2 separate regions of the Rattus norvegicus genome follow, and region 1 is linked to region 2. Evidence: chromatin contacts called from public Hi-C data. All regions are on one chromosome and are shown on one strand. Each heading gives the region's core, a stretch centred on a gene start, on an enhancer-like site or on the middle of the called end of the contact. The rest is flanking DNA. Distances are from core to core; before and after follow the strand shown.

Region 1 (6,456 bases), core at 2,074-4,573, 33 kb after region 2:
ATACTTTGGTCTGTTTTGAGTTCTCTATCTAAGATGAGTAGCCATGTATGCTGTCTCCCCAGAGAAAGTTTCTGTCATACAATGAATAGCGCCATACTGAGGTACGCTCAGAAGTCCTACTGTTTAAATACCTGTAATTACAATAGCGAAACTAGGCTGGCAAGATGGATAGAGCTGTTTGCCACCAAGTCCTGGTGAGCTGAGTTCAATCTACAAGACCCAGAAGAATGCAACTCTCAATATGCTGTCCTGTTACTTCCACTCCCTTACTTTGGTGCGTGCGCACGCACACACACACACACACACACACACACACACACACACACACACACACAGAGGCATGTATGCACGTACAAAATAAGTAAATAAAATTTTTAAAAATAACACTAAAAAATAGCTAAACTCTCTTAAAAAGCTAAGAAGTTAAGACCACATAGATCAAAACAAAACAAAACAAAACAAAACAAAACAAAGAATCATTCAGAGCCCAGAGTCTCTTAGCAAACCCTAAGAACCAGCCACTGCATCTCTCAGCCCCAGGAAGGTGAGTCCTAACTGCTGTGGTCTTCTTCAGGGAGAGGGAAAGAATACAAGTCTGATGGAGTGATAAGCTTCTTAGCAAGTTTGCAATCAGTGTTTAAGCAGTAATCCCTCAGGGAAGTGAACATTCCTCCCTGATCCTTCTGAGACCAATGTAGTATCCTCAGCTTCTGCATGGGAACTTTTCCAGGACTAAGGGGTAGCCAGCTTTGGGATTATAATGTATCTCTTCTAGAGACCACCAGAGGCTTCAGTAAAATGCAGACAGGCACCTTCCAGGTATTATTTGACAGCGATTACCTAAGCAGAGCTCACTCATGTAAGACAAGGCCACCAGGACCCTCAGCATCAAGTTGTTGTCACTAAACACAGGTGTAGGCTTTGCCTTGGAAAGGCCAACAGGATAGACCCACGAATGTGCTTTAATATAAGTTGATGACCATGGAGAGCGCCCTTGAAGCTGAGCAAAAGTGACTGAGCCCTGAAGGAGCTCCTCTGGAAAATGAGGGCAGCTATGAGGCGTTCCCCAGCATCACTCCTGAACCACATGACTGCATTTTCCATACAAGGTGGGAGTTGTAATAGTAGTGTACTCAGCAGAGACCAGCCCACTACAGCAGATGGAACCCACCAACTCATTTTACCAGACCTTCAAAAAGGTACACACAGCTATGTCTCCTTGCCAAAACCAGGGCAGAGCTGAATGGGTGACTCTTAAGAAAGTTCGCACAGGATTACTAATGGATTTCCTGAGGCCTCACTACAGATCAGTACCTGAAAACCAGAAAAAATCTCAAAGCTGGTTTTCCATACTGGAGCTGCACAAACTGCACACCATACTTCTCAGACGCACCACACCAAGGTCCAAAAGCATGAGTTTATTAAAAGGAAAAAGAAGACTCAGTAACCTAATCCAGCAAACGCAGGGGCTCTTCCCAAAGGGAAACCAGGCTGGAAACATTCCCAGCTTATGTACATAATTCACCAGGGCTCAGGTACGATTCCATTTTGTAAGAGCTGAACTTTAAACACAAAGTCACTGGTGGTGCAACATTCACACACCAGCACCAACAGCACCCCTAAACGAAAACCACTGCTACCTCTGCCACAGTGACAACCTCACAGGGAGAAGTCACCAACCATGAACTCCTGCAAAGTTCCGTCAAAGATCAGCAGAGCTCACCATCTATGACAACCTCAACATACCTGTCACTCAGTGCTTTCCACTCACTACAGACATCACAAACACTGGATTTTTTTTTTCTTAAGTAAATATAAAAAGATGTGCCAAAGGATCAAGAGTAGGCAGTGTCTTTCTGGGCTGGCAAGATTTTCATCGTGGATTGGGGGATGGGAAGGAGCATTCTGGATGTTTCTATTCTTGGCAAGAAGAGCACCTCCTGGTTCTAACCATCTAAAGACGCTAAGACAGAAATGTTCTCAGGAAGTTAACTAGCCCAATGCTAAGGGGCTTCATCTTGGGGTGTAGTGATGGAGAGGCAAAGTGTAGAGGACAGGAAGGGATCAGAGGGCAGGCTGAACTCTAGAGCATAGAAGGAATTGGTAGAAGGACAAGTGAGAATGCATCGGGAAGGTGTGGACAGTTAGGAGAGAAGGAAGGTAGAGATGACTACGAAAAGGAGAGGATAGCTGAAAGGAATTCCAAAAGAAGCTCGACTGAAGCTGGTCCAGCTATGAAGGACTGAATGGCCACCGATGCTCTGGAGGTCCCACTGGGGCTCCCCATCCCCCACCCCCACCCCACTGTGGGCGTGTTCCCCGCTGCCGTACGACGCTAGCACTCACCCCACGACTCCCTGGTTGTAGTTCCGTCTCTTCCACGGGGTCCCGCTGTACACGCCCCCGCCGCCGTCCGCCCGGCCGCCCCCGGCCGCGCGCCCTCCGCTGGGTTGCAGCAGGCTGTAGTTGAGTCCGTAGGTGCTGGCCTTGTTGTCACGTTTCCTCTTGTTGCTGCTGCCCGAGGCTGGGTCCGCAGACTCGGAGGCAGGGAGTGGGGCCGCGGGACGCGGGGACGAGGGTGCCGATGGGACCGGTGACGCCGAGGGGCCCGCCGCTGCCCGCCGTGCCCAGGCCGCCGGCTGGTGGTGATTGTTGTTGTTGTTGGTCGTCTCCAGGGGCAGGAAGTCCCGCTGCTCCGCGGGCACGGCGAGGCCGCCCAGTGGGCGCTCCCCCGAGCGGAACATGCCGGCCGGAGCCGGGGCCGTGCCGCCGGGGCTGCCGGGGCCGCTGCCGCTCCCGCCGCTCGCGCTGCTCGCGCCGCTGCTGTGACAGTGGTGGTTGAAGTAGAGGTTCCTCAGCCCCTGGGTCGTCTCCCAGATCTGCATCCACAGACTATTGGACGGTCCGAGCTGCTCTGGCTGGAACCAGGCGATCCTCGGATCCATCAAACGGCGGCGGCCGCTGCCCCCGCCCCTCCCGGCCGCCCGCAGGGCCGCCGCCGCCGCCGCCTCAGGCGCACGCCCGCCCTCGGCCGCCGCCGCCGCTGCCACCCGGGTTCCGCCACGGGCGGCGCGGTAGCGCAGGGAGCCTGGCCGGCGCCGGCGGCGTCGCTCCCGCCCTCGGGGCTCGCAGGCCCTCCCCCCTCCCTCCGCCCCTCCGCCGAGCCCCTGTCACCGGGGTTCCCGTGCAAATGGCGGCGGCGGCTCCCGAGAAGGGCGAGCGGTGGCGGCGGCGGCGGCGGCGGCGGCGGCAGCGGCAGCGGCGGCGGCGGCGGCGGCGGCGGCAGCGGGACGCGCCTGCTCCGTAGCGTCCGTGCTGCTCGGCCCCGGGGCGGGGCCTCCGCCGGCTCCGCCCCTCGCTCCGCTCCGCCCCGCCCCGCCGCCGCGCTCGCCCCGCCCCGTCCCTGCTGCCAGCCGTCCGCGGGCGCCCCGAGGCCGCACCGCGCGTCACAGAGGCCGCGGCAGGCTGCGGGCAGCGGGGCCGCAACCGCCCGGTCAACCGTCCCGCGCTAGCTTAGCTGGGGTCGCACGTACCTGGGCCTCCGGGCACCTCGGACGCGCGCGCCGCCGCAGGACTCCGTTGCCGCTCCAGCGCCGCCGAGGAACACGAGGCGGCTGCCGACTCCGCGGAAAGTGACTGGTTTGCGCCACCCACCCAGCTCCGGACCGCCCGCTCCGCCCCTCGGTCCGGGCGCGGCCCCGGGGCTCCCGGACGCGCGCCGCGCGCGCACTAGAAGGGCGGGCTTCCGCTCAAGGGCCGGGTTTGCACGCGGCTGCACGCGCACCTCGGTTCCGGAGCGGTCTCAGCGGCCTCTGTGTCGCGAGTCCTGGCACCACTGCCCGGCTCGAGGGCCACACAGCACGTCTGTTCCAAGGTGCACTCACGGGCTCAAAGCCCCTCAACTTTCATAACTAAGAACACTCGAAGCCTTTTAAGCCTAAAATGACTCTGTCGTTGCGGTTAGTGATTGTTTTCCATGGGGTGCTCATTTGTCTACCTTTCTTGTGGCGCGAAAAATACCCAAAAAGGGGAGTGGGGGTCATTTTCAGTACTTTAAATTATCGAGAATGGAACACTTCTTGAAGCGCATGCGTCAAGCTTGCTGCAAATTCCAGAACCAAGTCCCTGACTGACACTTCGGTTTTGGCTCTGTGCCCAGTTCAATATCCTGGAAAGTTTGGGGGGTGCTTGTTGTTTTATTATTTATTTACTTATTTTGCAGAGGATTAAAAATCTGTTCGTCACAGAATGAATCATTGCTGTACGTTTTTTTGCTAAAAAAGAATACAATGACCACTGGCTGAGCTAATTCTAACTCGTTAGCATGCTTTGGTAGCACACGAGAAGCCCTGAGGCCTCAGCACTTTGTAAATCAGGCCGGAGAGTCAGAAATTCATGGTCATCCTCAGCTCCATAGCAACTTAGGATATGTTAAAGACCCCACACACACGCACATGCACCACACACACATACAAGGAAAACTGCTATAAATAGCCACTGTAGTGAAGACACTGTTAAATGTGTTCCCATTCTTTCGCAAGTCTCTGTACAAAACGTCAAAATACAAGATATTCAGCTATTTTGCACATTTCCACAAATGTCATATGTCATTGCCATTGGTATTTTAAATTTTTTTACATATTTGAATTTTTATATTACAATAATACTTTAACAACTTATTTATTGTGTTTGAGCTATCTTTTTTTTTTCATTCGGAAAACTTGAACTACTATAGTATAGCTGAAATGACCAAATAAGATAATATACCAAAAACACTTTATAGGGGCTGGAGAGAGATGGCTCAGCCTTTAAAGCCTTGAAGAGCACTGGCTGCTCTTCCAGGGACTCAAGTTCAATTCCCAGCACCCCATGGCAGCTCACAACTGTCCAGTTCCAGAGTATCAACATTCACACAGACTTACGTGTAAGCAAGACGTGTAAGCAATGTACACACAACCTTTTTAAAAACTACTTTATAAAACCAAGTGTGGATGAGCTCCCACCCTCAGGGATTTTGCGCAGCAGCAAAGAATGCTGGCTGCTCAACCCTGCCCAGCCGCCCAGTCCTGTCTGTAACTTAGCCACTCCTCCAGGCTGTCAGCAGGTCCTGGGATGTGTCTATCCTCCACAGAGAGTTAAGTGACCTTAGAGAAATTAATCAACCAGGCATTTGGCAGCTTTCCGTGAACTTACTGCCTGGTTGAGGAGGCAAAGAGAGGTAAATATTCAAACTCAAATTGCAATTCATTCAATTAATTCAACAAATATGTCAGAGGCAAGTGTATGCCAGGTTCTGGGGCTACAGCAAAGAACAATGTTGATAAGGTCCTTGCCTTCCGTGGACCTTGTATTCCAGTGGGTGAGGCAAGGGTATAATGACACTCTGGTCCATGCTAAGGGGGAAAAGCAGGCTAAAGGGATCCTATTTTTAGATGACCTAATCAGGGAAGGCTGCTCTGAGGTAGTGTTATTTGATGAGGGACTTAGGTAAGAGACTAGGCCATGACCATTTACAGAATGATTTATTTGATGGAGTAGCAAGTCCAAAGGTCCTGAGGTAGAAATCTGATTTGTGTACAACATAATAAGGCAATTTAAATACTGAATGTGTGGCATAGATGCCTATATTATATATTCTGAAAATTTTCCTTAAAAAATCATCTGACCCAGAGATGTTTGGTAAAGAGCTTCCCATGTAAGCATGAAGACTTAAATTTGATCCCTAACACCCACATTAAAAACAAAACAAAACACCAAAAAAACAGGAATAGCCATGCAGTGGAGGCGCACTCCCTTAATCCTAACACTCAGGAGGCAGATGCAGGGAGAGCTCTGAGTTCAAAGCCAGTCTGCTCTACCGAGTGAGTTCCAGGACCGCCAGGGCTACACAGAGAAACCCTGTCTCAAAACAACAACCAAGCAGGTATAAGTGGTTCGAGATCGTAATCCCAGCACAGCAAGGTCAACCCGGGCTTCTTGGCAAGCTCCAGGTACTGCTTAGAGTGTCTCTCAGAACAAGGCAGGGCTGGCAAAGACGGGTCAGTGAATAGAGCCGCTTGGATCCACATGGTAGAAGGAAAGAAGCCATCTCCCTGAGTTGATCTCTGACGTCCACATGTGTGCAGTGGCATGTGTACTACAGACAGACAGACAGACAGACACACACACACACACACACGCACACACACACACACACACACACACACACACACCAGCTCTACTGACACATTGACAAGGAAAGAAAAGAATACAGCTATTACAAACCAAGGCTTTTTCCCTCCATACTCCTCTTTGTTTTCAATATGCTTTTTCCCATAGGGGAGAATGTTGAGTTGATTGTCTTTAACTTGGAGGATCTCCTGAAGCACTAATGTTCCGCACAGTTCAAGTAAAGTAGAGAAGTGAAAATTAGCCAAGAATGACACAAATGAGTTAGCGAGCAAACTGTCACATGAC
Region 2 (6,698 bases), core at 1,402-3,901:
AAGCTGCCCAGATGAAATATGGCAAGTTATAACTCGGGTTACTGACAGAGTAGTAGATACAATAGCATAAAGGACAGGTGACCACCCAACTCTGGTGAGGATTAAGGCTTACTATAAATAGAAAGGTTGTGTCTTTTCTCTGGGAACTGAATGATCGAGGCAGTAGAAACCCTCAACTGAGAGTGAACATTTCCTACTGCGCTGACACACATCACAGACCACTCGCTCACACCATGTCAATGAAGGTTACCTAACTGAACAGACAGGCTGCTCCGGGCCAGAATGTCATGAGGGGGACTCAAGAGGGCGCCAGGGCTAGACAGGGAAACCCTGGACCATCCACTCAGTTTTGCTATAAACTTTGTAAAGCTAAATGTAAGTTCTACTCTATTTTCTTCCAACTGTTTTTTAACTAACATGTGTTTGCAACTGTGAAAGACAAGTATGAGAGTGTACTCTACCTGTGGACCTATCCCAAGAACCCTGCAGACTCCTTAACCCATGGACAGACGCATATACCAAGGTTTGTCCTAGACACACAGTAATTTATAAAGTAGGCAGAGTGAAGATTAAAATAGGATAATTGTGCCGACATAAGTTAGGTGAACACAGCGGTTTGTTTCTTCTTCTCTTCTCATTTTCTCAATTTCTTTACTTAACTGGGATGGCAGTACACACCTTCAGTCCCAAACTTCAGGAGGAAGAAGTGGAGGCAGATGCATCTTAAGTTTAAGGTCAGCCAGGAGACTGTCCTTTTTGGTTTTGATTTTATTTTGTTTTCCAAGACAGGGTTTTTCTGTATAACCCCGGGTATCCTGGACCTCACTCTGTAAACTAGGCTGGCCTCAAACTCACAGAAATCCACCTGCTTCTGCCTCCCAGGTACTGGGATTAAAGGCCTGCATTAGTTTATAAGACAATGTCTTTCTATTATGTCCCCTGGCTGTCCCTGAACTCACAAGGTCTGCCTGCCTTTGCCTCTCAAGTGCAGACAGTCTTTTTTTTTTTTTTTTAAAGATTTATTTATTCACTTCATGTATGTGGGTACACTGTCACAGTCTTCAGACACACCAGAAGAGGGCATCAGATCTCATTACAGATGGTTGTGAGTCACCATGTGGTTGCTGGGATTTGAACTCAGGACCTCTGGAAGAGCAGTCAGTGCTCTTAACCACTGAGCCATCTCTGCAGCCCCAGACAGTCTTACTTAAGGAAAAAAGGTTTTTAATTCTTACAAGACTGAAATATGGCTAAGCAGTAGAATGCCTTCGTAGCAGGTATAAGCCCTCAGTTCAATTCCTAGAAGACAAAATCTGCCAGATGTTATCTATCGCTTCGCTTTAGCACATCTGAACTGCCATAGCCAGTCCTTTGTATTTTGTGGCCATTTCTAAGTCAAATGAAGGTCATTTAAAGGTTGCCCTAAGAGCCTGTAACCAAATATGTGTGAGGGCAGTTAGTGGCTGGCTGCTGTGTAATAAGCACGATGTGGACACACTGGATGAAGTCACAGTCCAAGTCCTGCCCAGACAAAGCCAAATTTCAACCTGCTAGCTGTACTAAAATCCTAGAAATTATTTCTAATGTTTCCCAGTAAATGTTTCACCTTCACTGACTATGGAAGACAAAATCTTTCTCTACTAAGTGTCCAGAACCCCAGACAGAATATTCCATCTTTCTTTCCCCAGCTACTGGATATATATTGCTCCTTGAACAGTACACAATGGCCCGCCTCCTACTTCCCTGATTCAACAGCAAACTCTTCCCTTAGGTAGACAGTTTTACTTCCAACTGGCCAATAAGATGTTGGCAAGACCATACGACAAAATGTGCTGGAGGTTCTGGACAGGAGCACCCAGAGATGGCCCCAGTAGTGGACCACGCTTTTGATTGTGGTCCAAGATGGGTCATAAAAACACAAACCTAAAGAACCAACAACTACCGGCGAGAGAAAGCCCAGAAGAAAGGCCCCTGACAGCCTCTGAGGTCTCTGAAGTACATTACCACCGGAGGTTGACACACAGCAAACACCTCGTTTGTTTTTAAGTCTATCAATTTCTTTCCCTTCTATCTGTGTATCTTAATTCACACACAAAACCTCTAATAATAAACTCCCATCCACATTCATTTATGTGTTAAATCTTGAATTTTTTCCCAGTATACAGCTGTATGTTCTATACTCTAGGACTAAAATTATCCTTTAAACTTCTGACATAAATTGGGGCTTGGAGAGATGGCTCAGTGGTTAACGAACAGCACTTTCTGCTCTTGCAGAGAACATGATGGTGGTTCACAGATGCCTGTCATTCCAGTTCCAGAGGATCCGGCTCCTTCCTTTGACCTCTACAGGCACCAGGCATTCGATGTGGTACACACACATACATGTAGGCAAACATTCATACACATAGAATAAAATAAGTGCATACACCGAAACAAATAACATTCCTTTATAAAGCTAGAGTTGCTAGTATGAAACCAGTGACTCATCAAGCTCCCTGTAAGTCTCACAATGCTTCCTTGTTTCTTCTCCCGGACGCTCTTTTCAATTATTTCAACAAGTTATTGCCTACACTGCTGCAGAAACTGGGATTTTTATTTCCATTACTATCATAGGACAGAAAACCCTGTGACGAGGGCTGATCTGACTTAAAGCCAACACCATCATCATTCACAGCAGCTTAAGGGTCTAAATTTGGGCTCTGCAATTGATTCCTTTTGATGCTAACATTCTGACTTCTCTCCATCCACCTTCAGTCTCTATTCTGCTCAATACACTCACTAAAGAGACATCACAGAGCATCTAACATTTTGACACAAGAATCAAACTTATAATTCTGGTGCTGGCTCAGAGTTACACGGAGAATGAACACCTTCCATACTCCTGCCTATGCTGTGCAAAGCTGTGCCTGGACAAACCTCTAGCTATAAAGAGGGACGTTATTTTGTCCGTAAGCTCTAACCTATTCTCTAGCCCAAGTATCCATGATGCTATCAACATTAGACAGACTCTGCAAAAGTTCATTTCTAATTATAAGAATTTTTATGGAAGCCAGTCCGTTTCTGTAACACAGAGAATCAAAGAGAAATATACCATAGTTGTAGCAACTGAACATAAGAAGCCTAGGTTCTCTGGCCTTCGAAGTTCAGCATTTATAGCAGCAAATCCCTGAGCCTGCAAGGCCTTTAGTCTCAAACTAACAGCTACACCATTGGCTCCCCAGCTCTGAGACCTCTGGACAGAAACAAGAGTTACAGAGTATTGGCATCCCGGACCTTCCACTTCTGGACAGCCTGCTTAGGGACTTTTGTCCTTCCATAACCGCATAAGCTGCTTTTCTTAATAAATCACTGGTCTGTCTGTCTGTCTACATCTCTATTATTTCTGCCTCTGTCCAAATTCTACTACAGATTTGGTACTTGGAGTGGGGTTGCCACCATAACTATTCGAGGTGCTAAAACACCTCTGGAGAGGTGTCTTCCACCTCTGGCTGGAAGAGGCTGGAGACGGGGGTAAAAAGTACTTCAATGGCTATGAACAGAGCACCCAGAGTAATTCTAGTGAGGGCTTAGAAGACAAGCACAGCAAGCAGCTCTGAATGTGACATGGGCCCTCTCTCTGACTTTGGGCTTCTGAGCTCCAGCTAAATGAAAGCAACCTCTGTTCTTTGTGAATAACCCTGCCTCTGGTGTTTCATTACAGCACCTTCCTTCATTTTCAGTCTCTGTGTATGGACAAAGCCAGGAGGCTTCGCCTACTGCCTGCCACTCCATATGCTTTCAGGTCCTGATGTGACTCCAGACCCCCCAGTGACAGACAGCACGCTGAGCACTGTGCCAGGTCTTGGTCCCATCACGTGAGTTTGCCACAGACACATCTCATCTGTCACCCAGGACCTTCTACTCTGAAGAAGGCAGCACTTCTTGCCATCAGATGAGTGCTGTGCCCTTTGCTTTAACCAGAAAATGAACTTCCAAAAGTTCTAACAAGCACACTCCACCCCTCTCCCCACATCCACTCCGCTCTCTGTAACAGAGGTCATGCCCCAAAGGCGAAACAAAGCATTTGCATACACCCCACAAGTTAAAAATTCCTTTATAGTTTCATTTTTAAATGGTTGAAGAGAAGTGGGACCACTGGGACACATGGACAGCATCTACAGATGCTGGCTAGAAAGGTGGCTCAGCAGTTACGAGCACCGCTGTTCCACAGGAGGGCTTGGTTCCCAGGACCACACAGAAGCCCAGCGCCTCCTCCAGTACCAAGCATGAATGGGGTACACACTCATACACGTATGTAAAACACTCATACACATAAAATAGTGAAAATAAGTTTTAAAAAGTATATATAATTCAAATATTAAGGCACACATGAGTAATTTTTCCAGAATATAATCAATACCCCTCGCTCTTTCCCATGTCAACTGCAGCTGCTTATCCCCAGCACACCAGAGTGCAGAGGCTGAGGCAGAGAAACCACAGACCCAACAGGGAGGACGTGTTGTCTCTACAGGGAGCACTGTTGACCCTGCCATCCATAGGTTCCATAATGTCTTCAAAAGTAACACGACAGACCAAGGTACACTGTGTACGGCCCTGTGCCACCTTGATATTTGGGAATAAAGAAAGCTTTAGAGGAGACTGACAGTTGTCAGCATCCTCTACACTCCCACAGGGTTTAGTGGTAACTGCTGTTCAGCTGTACATTAAGACCCAGTTTATTCACTAAAATGTAAAACGCATTCAAATTTTATAGCAGCTATTACGATGATTCCTATGAAGACAAATGGAAACACGTGTAGCGTGTACACAAGCAAGTAACACAACTGGACCTTGCCTACTGCTTCAGGGAATATATATAATCACAGCAATTTCTTAAAGAAAAACTAACAAACAAGCAAACATAGAATTACCACATGGGTACATCCCCCAAAGAACTGAAAGCAGGTCTCTCATGCTGGCCCGAGGCAGGGCAAAGTGAGGTGAGTCTGTGGGTGATGGATGGGTGGATAAAAATGAAGGGACCTTGAGGATACTTATGCAGAGTGAAATCAGCTGGACTCAAAAGGATACTCTTTGATCCCATTTTTATAAGGTCCCTAGAGAAGTCAAATCTCAGGAACAGACAGGACAGATAGACAGACATAACAGACAATCATGGCTATAAAGGCAAGGGCAGAGGAGAAATTACAGCAGTAGTTTCAGTTTCAGTTGGGGAAGATAAAAATTTCTGGAGATACACAATGATAATATAAATTGTATGCTTTCAAATAGCTGGTTGATTATTAAAGTGTGTGTGAGTGTGTGTGTGTGTGTGTGTGTGTGTGTGTGTGTGTGTCTTCCTGTGTTCTAGGCCCGTCTAAACTATGTAGCAAGACCCGATCTATCTCCAAACACCAAGATCGAGATGTGCAGCTTAGTGATGGTGCTCTTTCTTAGCAGGGGAGGTGTGGCCTCACACTCCCAGAACTATCAGCTCATGTGCTATGGGCCAGCGGAATGTGGAGACACCCCAAAGGGAATTGGGTCCTGTCGTTCAATTCTCTATGTAGACCAGGCTGGCCTTGAACTCACATAGATCTATCTGCCTCTATCTCCTGAGTGCTGGGATTAAAGGTGTGCACCCCCAAACAGAGAGGCTGAGGTTTTTACCAGTATTATTTTAGTTCCGTAACACTGAAGTATAATAATAAGGCACATGTTAAAATGTGTAACTGGATTTTGCCCAGTGTCTGACTGTATTCAGCGACAGTTAATCTGCCCTTTTTACTACTTTTAGTTTGCATTTTGTACAGTTGTATATAATTTTATTTAAAAAAAAACATGTAAAGCTAATTATGCAGAAAATACCTTTCATTTATTCATTTGTCTTTCAGTGTAATTCCTTTGAGATCCATCCATATTGCTGGGTCAGTAAATCCTTTTCCCTTTTGTTTTTATTTATTTACTTGCAGTGCTGGGGATCACACCCGAAGTCTTGCACACAGACAAGTGCTCTACCCCTGAGCTGTGTCGGTCCTAGTGCACTTCCTGGTTCATACGGTGAGGTTCTCTTTTTTCTTTTCACATGGTATGTCTAGCGATCCTCTGGGACTCACATCACGCACCTCATCGCATTCATTTCCCCACCTTTCCATGACCACCTCACCTTCGTTATCTCCCCCACCCCATCAAGATAAACAGATAGACAGGCAGATAAAAACAGTAAATACGGGGCTGGGGATTTAGCTCAGTGGTAGAGCGCTTACCTAGGAAGCGCAAGGCCCTGGGTTCGGTCCCCAGCTCCGAAAAAAAGAACCAAAAAAAAAAAAAAAAAAAAAAAAAAAACCAAAACAGTAAATACAAGGGGGGAGTCCACTCTGTATTACCTGTGTACTCACTGGAGCATGGTCAAACTCAGTGGCAGGTGCACTACCACACCCAGCCTGTAATGTGTTAATTCACATAACACTCTTGGTTTGGTTATTTAAAAAATACTATTTGCTTAACTATCACTTGATACAAACTCAGAAAAATGCCATCAGACTGAATGAATCCCATCCTGAAGTCATACAACTACACTTGCTGACATGCATACAAGACAGGCGAGACTTTATTCCAGGTGCCGTAGAGGAGCCAACCCACTTAGACACAGCACTTGCTCCAGCTCTCCAGCGAGCACGCAGTGGGGCGGGGCTCCTCCCAGGAGATGGCGGAACCTC

Evidence for each region. Hi-C and Micro-C count contacts between places; a contact is called where the count stands out from the background.
Region 1: a Hi-C map of liver shows a contact between it and region 2, with 2.3 times the contacts expected there. The contact joins the promoter of Tent4b here to the enhancer-like site in region 2. A contact is called at or near these places in 6 of 12 Hi-C or Micro-C datasets (frontal cortex, kidney, liver and 2 more) and 1 of 1 datasets of contacts at active chromatin or transcription factors (oligodendrocytes).

The regions. Positions count from the first base shown.
Region 1 is chr19:35,038,734-35,045,189 of GRCr8, forward strand. Tent4b (terminal nucleotidyltransferase 4B) reads right to left here and starts at 3,324. Exons shown (of 12, transcript NM_001415013.1): 1 at 2,347-3,324. The coding sequence starts at 2,945.
Region 2 is chr19:35,006,455-35,013,152 of GRCr8, forward strand. The region is part of intron 1 of Tent4b (terminal nucleotidyltransferase 4B); the gene reads right to left. Among named protein-coding and RNA genes, the nearest start is that of Tent4b, 32 kb to the right of the region's middle. Within about 2 kb of position 2,652, at least 24 of the 93 cell types and tissues checked have an H3K27ac peak or open chromatin away from gene starts, as enhancers often do.